Regions from separate parts of the Anser cygnoides genome. Here region 1 is linked to region 2. Evidence: chromatin contacts called from public Hi-C data. All regions are on one chromosome and are shown on one strand. The core of a region is the stretch at or near the end of the contact, and the rest is flanking DNA. Distances in the headings are between cores, read along the strand shown.

The links. A called contact is a pair of places that touch in the nucleus more often than the background predicts.
Region 1: a contact with region 2 is called in a Hi-C map of liver, with 2.0 times the contacts expected there. The contact joins the promoter of MPC1 here to the promoter of RNASET2 in region 2. A contact is called at or near these places in 2 of 7 Hi-C or Micro-C datasets (both in liver).

Annotation. Positions count from the first base shown.
Region 1 is chr3:47,423,364-47,430,410 of Taihu_goose_T2T_genome, forward strand. MPC1 (mitochondrial pyruvate carrier 1) reads left to right here and starts at 2,809. Exons shown (of 5, transcript XM_066994130.1): 1 at 2,809-2,929; 2 at 5,821-5,824. The coding sequence starts at 2,859.
Region 2 is chr3:47,065,425-47,072,677 of Taihu_goose_T2T_genome, forward strand. It overlaps RNASET2 (ribonuclease T2), which reads left to right and starts at 1,344. Exons shown (of 11, transcript XM_013186780.3): 1 at 1,344-1,460; 2 at 1,584-1,807; 3 at 5,490-5,594. The coding sequence starts at 5,506.

The DNA of each region.
Region 1 (7,047 bases), core at 1,559-4,058, 360 kb after region 2:
TGTGTCCTTGTATGCAAAAATGTGAGTGCTAGGTGTTCTAGCACCTCAGATTTGCACGAGCAAAGCTGAAGGAGCCGGGATTGTTCTCTTCCATCCCACCAGCTGCAGGCGGCAGTTCAGGAGAGGGCAGATGTGTGCTGGCAGGAAGAAAATGATGAGCTGCACAAACAGTATCTGTAGAAAGCCTCTGATCTCCTCTTTTCTGGAGAATGTCCTGTGTAGAGCAACTGGTGGACAACTGTAGAGTCTACCTCCTAAAAACAAGGAAGGCAATTCAAGGGCACCATCTTGCTAATCTAGTGAGGAAGAGTTTAAAGTAAAGATGGCCATTAACAAAAGTCAACAAGGGAGTTAAAAAGTAGTGACCTGGCCAAAGGCTGAGGGAAAACAAGAATAACTGAACAGCCTAATAAACTCCAGAGAGATCTCCTCAGAGAGGTCAAAAGTACAAGGTTAAAGAGAAATAAATGAAAGCAATGGGAATTCCAGGAAGAAATACCAGAAAATGGCAGGTAGGGCTTTTGTAAGGACAATCTAAGGGATAAAAGATTGCAGGGGACCTATCTGTCTGAAAACAAAACAAAACATAAAAGCTACAATTACTATTATGATCGGAAGACACATAGGAACCAACCCCAGACGTAAGTGGCTTGGCTTATTCAGAAGAACATCGTGACCTTAAAATCTAAAGGGAACATACAATAGGTAGGAAAAAAAGGACATATGAATAGATGAAAATAAATAAATGGTGCCAAGCCTGCAGAAAACTCAATCAGAAAAGGTAAGGCATGAAATCACTTTCAGCTATCAAAGGGCATAAAAGATGAGCAAAGAAGTTTGATAAAAGCATTAGAAATTAAAATAAGATGAAGAAAAATGCAGAGCCTTTGAATAATGCAAAAAGAGCCCATAAACAGTAAAGGTGAAAGTATGACAATAGTAACTCAAAGTAGGTCTAAATGAAGAGTGAAAATTTGATAAAATGATTGTTCAGACAAGGAGAAAAAAAATGGTTGAAATATATTTTAGACAAAAATATGACAGGACCTGATGAAATTTGCTCTGAGAGCCACCAGGCCGTAGCAGAAGCGACTTGAGATCATCAGTGATCATTGCCCAGCTCATGGAGAGGACGGGACAGTCTGGCACTGGAGAAGAACACGTGTCTGAAGAGAAGGGGTCAACAACGATACAGTAAATTGCAAGTCAAATGGTCTAGCTCTGATAATGGCATTTAACACTATCCCATATGACACAAGAAACCTAAAGAAAAAAAAAAGTATGTAAACAAAACCACTATAAGCACATACAGAACTGCAGCAAAAGCATACTTCAAATCATTGCTTGCTTGCTTGCTGCTTTTGTTGTTTAACTGGTAGGGCCTGTCACTTGTGACTGGTTTATTCTTGGCACATATCTAGTTAATGATTTTTCCATTAACTATTTTGAAAACAAAGTGAAAACACTCAGAATTGAAAACACTCAAAATTAGAGAAGGACTCTGCACTGCTTGGAAGGGTTTGACTGAAACGTTATGAACCACGTTGGGACTGTCTTAAGAAAGATGTAAAGATGTAGGTAAGAGTCTAGATGGAGTAAGGAAAATGATACAAGACTAAAAAGCCTGTGAGAAAAGGCTGATAAAACTTGTGTATTCTTGGGATAAACTCTAAAGAGTCTTCCAAAGCAGATGGAAGATTTTTTTTCTCCTTTATACACACAGTCAAGAAAAAGGTTCATGTATTCTCAGTAAAGAAGAACTAGGCTTTGTTTCAGTTAAAATTGTAGCTCAAAAACTATTGACTGAAAGAGGCTTTGTAGTATATGAGGAATCCCTGCACGTGACAGTCTGTTTGCACACACTGGAATCATTTCCACAGCCCCTTCCTGTTTCAGCGCAAGTCAGATCAACTCAGACAAATGATTCCTTGAGACCTCTTTCTGATTCACACTTGTTTCTAACTGAGGAGCCTCAATAGGCCATGGAAATATGTTGGGCTACATCTTGGCATTGTGTAACGCTGTGTATCAGGAGGATTAAAGCTTCTCTTCCCACACAGCAGTGACTGTGTGGTGGTGTATCATGTTAAGGGTATCTAAAAAGGAGAGGATGTGCAGAGACTCTGCCTTTCCTCAAACCTGCTGCCCTCCAAGCAAGCAATGAAGGGGAGAAGGGGGAAGAACTCCCTTTATTTTTTTATTTTTCCCCAAGATCCTGCCAGGAAGAGGAGGGAAGCAGAAGGGGATAGAGCAGCAGCGGTCGCCAGGGTTTCCTGCAGAGCACAGGCATGGCCCTGGCTGCACTCAGCGCAGCTCCAGACTGTAAAACCCAGGCTGCAAATCTTCGGCCAACAGTCGGAGCAGATAAACACCCATTTCACTATCTCTAGCGCAGCGAGCGAAGATAAACGGAGCCGCTCGCACGCAGGTATTTGTTTGACCACCCCAAGCTTTATGGAGACGCTATTAGCGGGGTTAGAGTTTATCTGCCACTCCAAACAAGCAGCCTCTGCTCGCGTAGGAAATGGAAAGTGCTTGCGGCCGCGAGCCCTGCCCCGGCAGGGAGTGAAGCCGGCCCGTGCCGGCCGCGCCCCCGCCGCCCCTCGCGAAGCGTGGCTACCGTCATGGCGGCGCCCGCCCCACCTCCGCCTCACGCCCCCAGCCCAACCGCCACAACGAACGCCAGAGAGGGGGCGGGGCCTCACCTCAGGAGGGGGCGGGGCCTCGAGCTTCCAGCCAATGAGAAGCGAGATCGGCGGGCGGGGAGGCGGGGGCGGTGCGCGCGAGGCCATAAAGCGGGCGGCGGGGGCGGGCGGCGGGAGCGGCGGGTGCGGGCGCTGCCGGCCGGCGGTGGCGCCATGGCGGGGGCGCTGGGCCGCAAGGCCGTGGAGTACCTGCGCAGCAAGGAGTTCCGCGACTACCTGATGAGGTGGGGGCGGGCAGGGGGCCGCCGGCACCGCGCTGTGGGCCGGCGGGAGGCGGTGGGCCCAACGGGCCGGGGGTGGCGGGGGGCAGCCCGGGGGGGCGGGGGCGGGTGTCGTGTGACGGGCCGCTGCCCGCGGGGTAAACCCGCAGGGTAAAAGCTCGGAGCTTGCGAGGTGGTTGGGGGGTCAATAGCGCCGGGGTGGCCCGCCTGGGAGAGGGGACGGACGGCCCTGAGGGGAGGTGAAGGTCAGAGCGGGCTGCTGCGTGTGTGCCTGCCTTCTGAGGGCCTGGGTAAGCTTCGTAGGCGCGGCTCATAACATTAGCATTTAGTTAGGTGTTCCAGAACTCATCTGGATTCATGGTAAAACAGCAGCCTGCACCCTGAGTAAAGAAACAAACCAGTGCTGGCAGGGGTGATTGCTTCCTAGTGCCACCAAGGTTAACAGCTGGAGGTATCTCTTTCGTTACCAAAGGCTTAAAGGCAGTGGGAAAAAATGAGCTGGATTTTGTTCTAGTCCTGAAATAAGCTAAGGCTGTATTGCAAAAAAGCATTCCTTGGAGTTCTTGCTTATTGGGATGAGTCCTGCCTGGTGTACGAAGATACCTGCTTACTTTGTACTTCTGTTATTCAGTATGTCATGAAGGGCATAAGTCAGTTGTGCCATCCACTGCAGCCTTTCAGCATTGTTTCCTTGCTTTCTAGGAGCCAAGTGTGTGTTCTTGATTGTGCCCTTTGCTGAGATTAACATTTAGATAGCTGTCAACAAAGGACTGTAGTCTCTGCTGTAAGAGAAATGCAGTGTGTATATTTAGGAGCTGTGTATATTTAGGAGCTGTGTCTCTTTGCATTCCTTCCTGAAAGCCCTTGCTTCGCCAGCCTGCAGCACTCTTTCTGTCCCAAAGAAAATTCTCTTCTTGTCTCTCTCAGAGCAAGGGTTTCCTCAAAGCTATGAGACTATGATATATGTTCTAGAAAACAGCATCTAATCGCTACAGTAAAGCAAGGCTTTGGAATGTGTAACTCACTTGTGGGAAGAGGTGACTGGAATTCCTGCTTGCAACACCTGTGCTGTGCTCAACTGCTTGACCCTAGATAGAATAACTGCAGTTACCCAAAGCAGTGGAATTCAGTGTGGCAGTGCCTGGTGTGACACTTATGGCTTGGGGCAGTCAAATCTTACAGACATCTATCAGGATAAGCAGCTTCGGTTTCAGCTTTGTCACTGGAAATCATGAAAGCCAGTGTAATGAAGGCATGCTGCTTTTCTCAGGTGGTTACATCTGGCACCAGTGCTGTGTTATGTCATCAGCTGCCTTCTGGATCTTGCTCAAGGAAACAAGATAAATTGCTTTTAAAGCTGTCGTTAATTATTAAGTGCTCTGCCAGTTTCAATTCTGACTTCTCTGAAGTGGTGTTTAATAGGGATTTGAACGACTGTAAATCATCTAACTATAGTATGCCTAACTGCCTTTATGCTTTTAAAGTAAACATGGTAAGAATGTAAGCTGTAGGTACAGCTTCTCTTGCTGCTTCATGTAAAATGCAGCAGCAATGTTAACTTCAGACTAGCTGATTAGCATATGAAGGCCTGACAGTGCTCTATACTTTGAACTTGAAGTTGCATTTTTCTGAAGATCCTAAAAAAAGGTCAGCTATCACTAAAGCTGTATAATCGAAGCTGCTAATAGTAGGCAACTGAGTCCTCTGTTTCCTGTCCTAATGGTTTAAGGTGATGTCTTCTAGAAAATGTTCAGTAAAACAGCTTTCTTCCCTCTCTGAAGTAAAAGGACCTACAGGCCACTATGGGCAAGCTCTGGGATCTTCTCATGGCAGAAGCCTAAATTGCATTAGCAACAATGAATCCCAAGGAATCCTAAAGTTTTCTAGTGAAAGAAAAGCAAGCATGGAGGCTACGTCTTTTGGGGCACCTCTGAAATGTCTTCCTGATAACTCAGCAATAATGTAAATAGAGTGACTGAACATAGATGGCTTTGAAATAGAGAGGTGGTTCATTCTTCGTGAAGCATGAGCCCTTATGTTGACTTAAACAGAGTCTTAGACAACTCCTAAACTATATTTCAATTAACATTAGTAGTATAACTTGAATTAGCTGATCTTCAGTTCTCCTCACTAGTAAACTTTTAAACATAAGGACACTATCTTAAAAAAAAAGAAAAAACCTAGTTTTGTTCTAGAAATTGAAGGGCACAGGGCTTGCTCTCATGGTTTTGTGTGCTCTGAGAGCTGAACAATCTGCCTCTCTTGCAGAGGAGTAGTACCCTTTCTGCCTGGGGGGTGGCAGTGTCTGCAGAATCATCTCTTGCCTATTAATGTGACAGCATGAGGAAGATGTGCACAAATTTGTGGAAAATACGTTTTCCACAATGTAACTGTTTTGGTATGGCCTATAGTAGCAATATCAAGTATTGACCAGATGTTGGTTCCCCCAGTGATGTCTGGATGCTTGTGCAGAAAGTGTAGTTGCTCAGTGAGTAAATCCAACAGTGATGTTGCTAGAACTGTGGACAAAATGTGCCCTTTGTGAGGGGATTGAATGTAGTTCTTGGAAGCTGCTAATTTGGAATGGCATCTCTGCAGGAACAGATGCCTGTGCTGTGGTATCCTGGTTTCAGATACGGTTGCAACAAATACAGGGTATTACCTGCAGAGCTTTGGGGGTAGATGTCTGCTTCTGAAGAGCTAAATGACCTTGTTCTGCCCTGCTCGGGGACTACAGTAACTGTTGCGGTTTCACGTGAGCAAGCGGATGGTTTCAAGACCTTAGCTGGAGTTGGCCACCCTGCTAGCAGCTGTGTGATTCTATTTTAGGCTCCCATTTACATGAAAACAACTTCCCCTTGAAAAATGGAGGGTGCCTTCTGTTGGCACAGAAGCACTGTGCTGAGAACTGCATTTGAACTTGTTTGGCTGAGGTTTTGTGAAACAGGTAAAATGCGCACTTGTCCTCCAAAAACCTCAATTAATTATTGTTGAAGATCAGTTAATACAAAAACAAAAGAACCTGTGGTTAGACTAGTCAAGGACAAACCACAAAACCTCTTGAATCAGACGCTGCTTGTAACAAAGATGCACTGAAGTGCACAGCCAGCTGGACTCCTGGAGTAGACCTGACCGTTCGCTTTACTCTGGGCATTTGGTAAGTGAACACTGAAGCCAGTGCAATGGAAGTGCCCATTAGCAAGTGTTCTGCTATTCCTGCAGAAGGACACAAGCAGTAATCAGTCAGCAGCGGGATTTCTATTAATAGCCTGTTTCTGTTAAGTCATAATTCGGAGCTGAACCCTATCAGGATAGAAGGAAGAAAATGCTTAAAAGTTCCAAAGCATTTTGAAAGATGTAGTAGCAAGCAATCTTAAATATTAACCGTAGTCTAGCACTTATGCATAGATTACTAAGTTATTACCTAAATTATCTAGTAACTATATGATCATTTACACACCAATTATGGAGTTCATTTAAGTAGCATGTTAAGTCGCTGAAAATGTCTTATAACTCACTTAATCCAGCCACAGTTGGCCTGAACTTAGTGACAGTAAGATGTCTGGCAGTGTTTTGTTTGACCTACTTAAATGTAGGTATACAAAGAATTCAAAGCAGCTTCTTCAAAAACCTTCACAGAGAAACTGTTGTTATTCAGCTTTGTCGTAGGCAAATAAGCAAGACTTCAATGTTTGGCATCTTTTGAAACTAGCTTAGGGTGGGATCTTGGATGCTTTGAGGTCTACAGGGCAGGAAAGTCTTCCACAGACCATAATGAGGTTTGTCTCACTAGGAAAAGATACTTGAGCAGCAAACACTTGTCACAGTAACAGTTCTTGAAGGAAATGGACTTTCAGTACAGTTACATTAATGTAGGTTAATTCCAGAGAAATATGCTGTCTTCTCTTTATTTGTGGTAAACTTCTTTCTGTGTGGATTATGAAGGAAACTAATATTTCTTTTTGTCTTCCATGTGCTCTTTGAATGACAAACAACGATGGCCCACTTGAACAGCACGGTAAGGAAGGGGAGGGGACTTGTGTTCTCACTTTCTGCCTGGCTCCAGTAACCTGTAATTCTTTTTCCTCCCAGCACTGTAGTAAACTTGCCTCCATCTGAAA
Region 2 (7,253 bases), core at 94-2,593:
AAGATTTTTGATTTATTAACAATTTTCTTGTTTCCAGTACACAGACAAATATCAAATGGAAATTCTTAGGGTGATATCTACCCAAAGTCGCTCTCCCTTGTCTACCTTTCTCGTATTTGCCAAAACACTTATTTTAATAATAGCCTCCATTAACATACACTATTTTGTAATGATACCGTGTCATAAAAGCGTTGCTTCATTGTTCTAATAACTTACATACCTACATAATTTCAGATCAGCTTTGAACCTCTCTTTAAAACCACCTTAAAGGGGAAACTTGTCTTTGGGCTTAGTTTACCCAAAATGCAAAGTGTTAGTTTGCAGCCTCAGAGTGTAAATCCCTCTTGTGCCTCAGAACAGGATCAGCATTGGTGCACAAAACCTTGCAAGCTGTACTGTACATGCAGCACAGCTCACTCATTTCATCCATCCTCTGCAAATATAAAGTCTGAGGTTGAGAGAATAACCCAGTGCTTTGTCTGCTGGCTCCACATGGGCAGTGACGAAGATTTCTGTACCAGATGGAGCGGCGATGCCCTCAGCAACAGCGGGAGAAGAAGCAATGATGAATACAAGGCTCTGGAGAACTTTATTATTTTTAACTCTTAACAAAGTTTCTGAAACTTCTGATACCTCAGACACTATCAGGGACAACAGCAGATGGATCACTGGCTCCATTCAGCATGACATTTTCATGTTTCCATGGAAAGGTGGGCAAAGATTAGTTTTGCCTCATCCTCCTTGTTACTGTGTAAACATAACTAGAATATGTTACCAGTGAATAATAATGCAACTTTAAACAAAGACTTTACCACAAAGACTGTAATTATTTTGTTCAAAACAACTGCTGTTTTGCTTGTGGAAGTAGATCTGCCCACATATTTCTCAAGCGTATTCACGGAGGACGGTTGCGACATATCCCCCGTAGCTCAAAAGTACACAATAGGCATTAACGATCGCACATGGCATTTACGATTCACGCATCACCAGAGAGACGGGTGTTTGCTGTGTGGTTTGCCACAGCAAAGAAGCCAGCCAAGTCTTGTCTGGGATCCTTGTGATCGCTGCCTTGGGCTCCCTCTCCCTGGGAAGCGGCCCGTTGTTTCCAAACCCGACTGCCGGCGTTTCCAGCCTCCCCCGGCATTTTGAGGAAGCACAGCTACGTGCCAGCGTCCCTTAGCTCCCCTCACCCGCGGCTTGAGCACACTTAGGGCACGCAGCGGCCTCGCACGGCCTGAGGACCCCTCCCCGGGACACCCCGGCCCAGCAGCGCCCTGCCTCGGCCGCCTGGAGGCCAGGCGGTGACTCCCGGCCATAGCGGGCGGAAGCTCGATCCCCGGCGGGGAGGCGGGCATGGCCTCGGCCTCGGCCTCCTCCGGGGCGGGCGGCCCGGGTGCGCTCCGCCCTCAGCCTCCGGGGCCAGGAGGAGGAGGTGGAGGAGGGGGTGGACACGAACACTTGTCAGTTTTGGTATCCTCTTGTCACTTGCAGTCATCTCTCTGAGGTGTTGGCTGTGCTGCCTTCTTTGCAGAAATGTCTCTGTATTAAAATGTGATTTTTTTATTTTTTATTTTTCCCCACAGGAAAAAAAGTTCCAACGCCGCGCCCGAAGTGGAGCAGCGTGCGGGTTAATGTGCGAGCAGAGCACACGTGCAGCCTTGCTCGAGACTTCCCCAGGAAGTCAGCGGAGCTGCTGAGCGCAGCACCGAGCTCGCCCCAGGCTCCTTCCAAAGCCCTCCTGCCCCAGCTCTGCTTTGTGAGAGACGTGGCGAGAAATTTCTGCTAAAGAGCTGCAGTGACAGTGGACGTGAGTATTGCGTTTGGAAATCTTTAAAGTGCTTTTCTAGTTACTTAGAGGTTAGACTTGGAAAGAGGGGGTAGCCAGGAGAGGTAATGTAAAAACTGCTAGACCTGAGAGCATTGCTAGAAATAAATTAGTGCTTCTGACACAGGGTTTAGTAACATGGCTGTCTAACTTGTTGCGGCAGAGGTAGCGTGTGTTCCCCTGCTTGAGATGGCACCACACCTGGGTGCTCCTTTTTGCACTGCTAGCTGCCAGGTAGCTTGAGCTGCCCTGTGCTCTCTAGCCACTGCTGCCGACATCAAGCAGCCTGTGAACTATGCTGTTAGCGATGTAAGTCCTCTCACAAATGCCTAAGTGCTCTTCTGCAGCCTCTTTTCTGTTCTCTGAGTCTATATGCCTGAACTAAATGTAAACCAGGAAACTTTACATGACCTTTATTGGTCAAGCTAGTTGTTAAAAGCCAAAACGAAAGTAAGGGAGTAGAATAAAGTTAATTGCTGACATCCAAAAGAAGCATGTGCTATGTCAACAGTCTCTTCAACGTGCTGTATTAGAATTTAAACAGTAGTAAACATGTTAAAGATCCTGTCAGTATTTATTACAAAAGCAAGTTCTGCCAAGTCCTTGTTAAGTCTGGGCAGGTAATTTTGACATCAGCACTGAGCAATGTTTGTATAGCTGAAAGTGGGCTCATCCTGACAGTTACAAACACACACAGTAGTGCTCTGCATTAGTATCCAGACACAGTAAACCAAGAATCATCCTGAAGCTGTTCTTATTACTTGGGTTTTTATCTATAGGGAAAATGAGTCAATAGACTAAAGTTTCAAGTAGTGACTTTGTGCTTCTGTGCATGTTTCATTTTTAAGTAGTAGGTTCTCCTAATTACAATCTTTTGGAATATTATGACTTCTTATAATGAACTTTCATAATAAAAAATTCATGTTTCCTCTTATTAACATATCTTATGCTAATTACACACCAAATTATACACCTTTTTTTTTTTTCTTGTACGTGTGGAATTAGAAATCTGGTGTAATTTACTAAACAAAAGTAAATTTCCACTAAAACATGAACACGATTCATACATCTTAGTTGTTAATACAGTTTTAATTTGAATGTGTATTTCCTCAGGCCTGTGTCCTTTGGGTGCTTTTCAGGTGAGACTGACACTTTTACCCTCCCACCATCAGTTTCACAGACTGATAAAAGATGAACTCAAGTAAATTGCTTAGTCTGTCATGATGATGTCACCATAGCTCCACTGTTTTCTTCCTAGTTTCCACTAGGGTCTTCCAAACTAAAACCTCAGCATGTATTGCTTATCAGTGGAAAATGTCCTTATATAAAAGTTTAGAGGCTGTTAGAACTATTTGCTGTCCCTATTGTCCTTATGCTCCAGTTTCAGGGGGCAAAGCAATATGCAGAATAAACATTATTCCATTGATCAGATAACAGCGTTTTCTGAAGCCCTCAATCAAGCTGTTATTTGACCAAATGAAGGGCTTAAATGAAAAAGTAGATTATTGCCTTTATGCTTTTTTGCAACTTTGTCTCTGGAAAAAGTCCATTTCTTTGTGCCTGCCTGCCCTGTTAAGTCATACCAGTTTGCAAAAGAAGTGTCATAATGCTTGCTAGCTTTTCTTTCACAATCTACTTCCTGAAAATGTTTGTTTTTTCTCCCAGACCCTTCTACAGTGTAGCCTTTCTGATGATGCTGTGTAACATTATTGTCTTTACTTGGTACTCTGAGCTGTCTGAAGAAATGTGATTTTGGAGGCAGGGCAGAATCTTATGTGAAGACTCCTTATGTCTCTCAATGTTTTAACTTGGCTAGGTGGTTTATCATGCAGAAAGATTAGTCTTGCTTGCTTGATTATCGAATGAAAAGAACAGTAGGTGAAATCATAAACAGGTCTATAAAGCTCAATATCACTTTATTAATTCCTGCTGTTCATGTGGTGAGACTCAAATTCACTTTAAATGCAGAACTCCTAAGGAGATTGAATACCCTGCAGTTAATTGCTTACTTGTGATTTTTTTTTGTGTGTGTGTGTACAGTAAGTGAATATAACACATCTTATATGACAGAAGTGGTTTTGTTTTGGCTATTTATCAAAATTTAGTTTTACATTATTAATCACTTTTGTATATATACGACATAGCACACAGTAAGTTTTATGATTTTTTTGTGCTCATTCTCAGCTCATTAGTGAAAATCCTGCATCTCTCTCTCTGTCTCTTTCTGAAACTAGATTAGAAAAAGTTGTCAGGTAAGGTTTGTTTAGTGATATTGTATGTTAAAGTAGGCCAGACTGTTTACCTTGATAATATATATATATCCATCACAAATTTATAGAAAAATTAACATTTGAAAGAAATAAATAGCTTAATGGCTGCAATTCCTTCACAATTTGGCAAAAATTCGTAATAAATCTGTCTGGTTAACTTAGACAATTATTGCCCCAACCCCGCACCAGTATTGAATTTTTGACACATTTTGCAAGCCGGGAGTCCATCTCCTGTGTAGATGAGCTCTGCCACAGATGTTTTGCAGAACTGCAGGTGTCAGGCTCATAACTTGGTCCAGAGCCGCATGATAATGGTGGAGAAATGGACTCTTGCTTATAAACAGCTGTGGATTAGAATTGCACCGAATTTCCTAAAGTTAGCTGTTATGGCTGAATCAGCACTGTCTTTACTGCTGTCAAAATGGGCTTTTTTTGGCCATTATAAGAGGGGATTAATTTTAAAACCTTCATGAAAAAAGGGATATCAATTGTGTAGTGAGTGGTGTTGGAACAGGGCATAGGCTATACACAGGGTATCTGTGTGTACTGCAGTCTGTGGGGCTGTCAAAATGAGGAAGTTGGAAAGTAGGTTTGGTAAGGCGTTAAAAATGGCATGTAAATATGTACTTGTGCTCCTATTTCTGGCATCTAAGAGGCAGCATTTGAAATGCTGTGATGTATTTGTACAGTAGGCATTTGTGGTTTTTAGACTTGTGCTGAGTGAAAGTTGCCTGTTGGTGAAAGTTAAGGTGGTTTTCTGTTTGTTTGCTTTTTTCCCCTGATTTCCAGGGTTCACAAGGTGATAGGTAGACCAGTCAAGTGCCTGTTTTTGTAGAGGCTTTTACAGGTTTATAACAAGAACTGGCACCAATTCGTTTTTAGCAGCATTTTTTTTTTAAACATCAGTTTAGTAGCTGACTTGCATTTAGAGCGAATTTCATCCTTAGACATCATAGTTTAGTTCTAGTGGGTTTCTAATGTCAGCCTTGGTCAATCCAACATGAATGTTCAATGTTGACTTCAAAGTTTCTTTAATGAGTCACTCCTAGCACGTGAACTGACCACAAGTATAGTCTTACATTACCCTAAAGTATAGTTGTGTGGAAAATGTATGCATCTTTGTTTATTGGAGAGGGGTTCTTCTGAGACCAAAAACCAAACCAACCAAAGAAAAACCCTCAAAGCTGATCTCACCTATTAGTTTATGAAAGTTAGAATATAAAAACTGGAAAATCAGGCATAGCCTTGAAAGAGATCCTCATTTTAATCATTCCTGTAAATGTAGAGTTGATATTGCCTGCTTTTTCTGATATACTTCTGTTTTTCTGTGTTTCTACACTTGCAATTAAGAACATTGGATAAGTAAAAGATTTCTTTTAAATACTTTTTTACAGCTATCTGATTAACAAAATGAAGCCTGCTAAGCTGCACTATTGGATTTTGGGTTGTGTTTCTATGGCCTTATGTTGTTGGTGTACTTCAGATAAATTCCTTCAGAGGTAAGACATGATTAAAAAAAGAAACCTCTAATAGTTACTTCTTAAAGGCAGAACATTATAGTTTAACTTCTAATGTGTAAATTTTCTTGCTTTACTATGTGCTATTTTTGATGTGTTATGCTTTTCTTAGAAGACTGGTAAAGTGATTCACATACGTTAGCTGGGGGAGTGGAGGGCATGCCTAGAAGGAGAGCTTATTAAAAAAAGGTGAAAAAAGAGGGAAACTTAAATTACAATTGCTAAACTTAAAAGCTTCACAGTTTTGCTTTAGATAAGTTGTTTAAACTTGCAATGTAATGGTGACAAAAAAGAGAACTAACTCTGGGACCAGTAAAAACTGCAATCACTCCTATGGGATGAATTGCACCAACTGTATACTTCTGCTTGTTTGTTTGGACTTTTTTCTTTTTGCATGCTGTTTTCTCAGTTCCATTAATTTTAAATTCTTTTTCATACAGCATCCCAGCTAGGGCTAGGTGTGCAGCCTTTTGGTTGTTGCCGCACTTGGCAAAATCTGGGCTCAGATGTTGACTTGTTGGTGACTTAGACACTGTCCTGAGGTTTCTCAAAATCACAGGACTTGAGCTATGGCTTGGCCATGGTGGCAACAGTGGCAGCTCTGAATAGAGGCACAGTGCTGAACTGCATGGTGCCCGGGTAACTTGTGTTGAAAACAAAGGGAGACATTCCTGATGTGTTTAAAATGGCTTTCCTTGGAAAGCCTTTCTAGTACTAAGCTTAAGTTTCTAAAAATTACATTTTTTAATAACCTAAATCAATTTTCTGATCTATCATTAGCCAAAAAAGGCTGATTTCTCATTTTAGGAGAACTTGTTTTGGCATGCTCATCATTGTGGAAATTCACCTACAATTTCAAATATAGGTGAAAGATAGTATTTTTCTAAGCAAGGAAATTAAGTGCTCTACAATATTAGGGAATTCTTGTATTCAGGCTTCCACAGCAAAAACAGTTTCCACAGTAAAAAACAGTGAGAAGCATTAATAGCTTTCATTGTGACTATGCCTGATTTGTTCTAGACCTATTTGGCTAAATTGTTTAGAAAACACAAATGCATGTGAATATTTAAGAATAAACATGACCGTTACAAACTAGCAAAACCAGAAGGAAAAAAAAAAGGAACTGATGTAACATGAGAATATCCCTACTCCTTCAAGTTGAGAAATAGCTTTCTCATACAACTTTTTTTTTTTTAATACAAACTCCAGCAGGCACAAACAAGGAGACATGGCTACTGGCTTCCAGAGAATAATTATTTTGACACTTCTGCACATAGTGCTGTCAGTTTGAACAAGTCGCAGTTTTGCTGTTCTTTTTTTTTTTTTTTCACCTGTTGTTTAATTTAGTTACTTAATGTGGTTGCTTTATAGCATCTGTTTTAATGCATCTGTTGTAGTGTCTGAAGCAACAGGTTTTTATCCACTTCCAGTTTATCCAGAATGTCTGCTTGGAATTGTTGGAAAAAGAAGATGCTTCTGTAGAAGCGTTGAAGATACTTTTTAAAGTGTCACTTTAAACAAATCACACATCACTTTTTAAACAAAATTTGTAAACTTTTTTTCTTGTGTAGGAATAAGATAGTACTTATGCCTCTGTGAATTATAGATCTCTTTATCCTAAAAGGCTTTGAAGCACAAGTG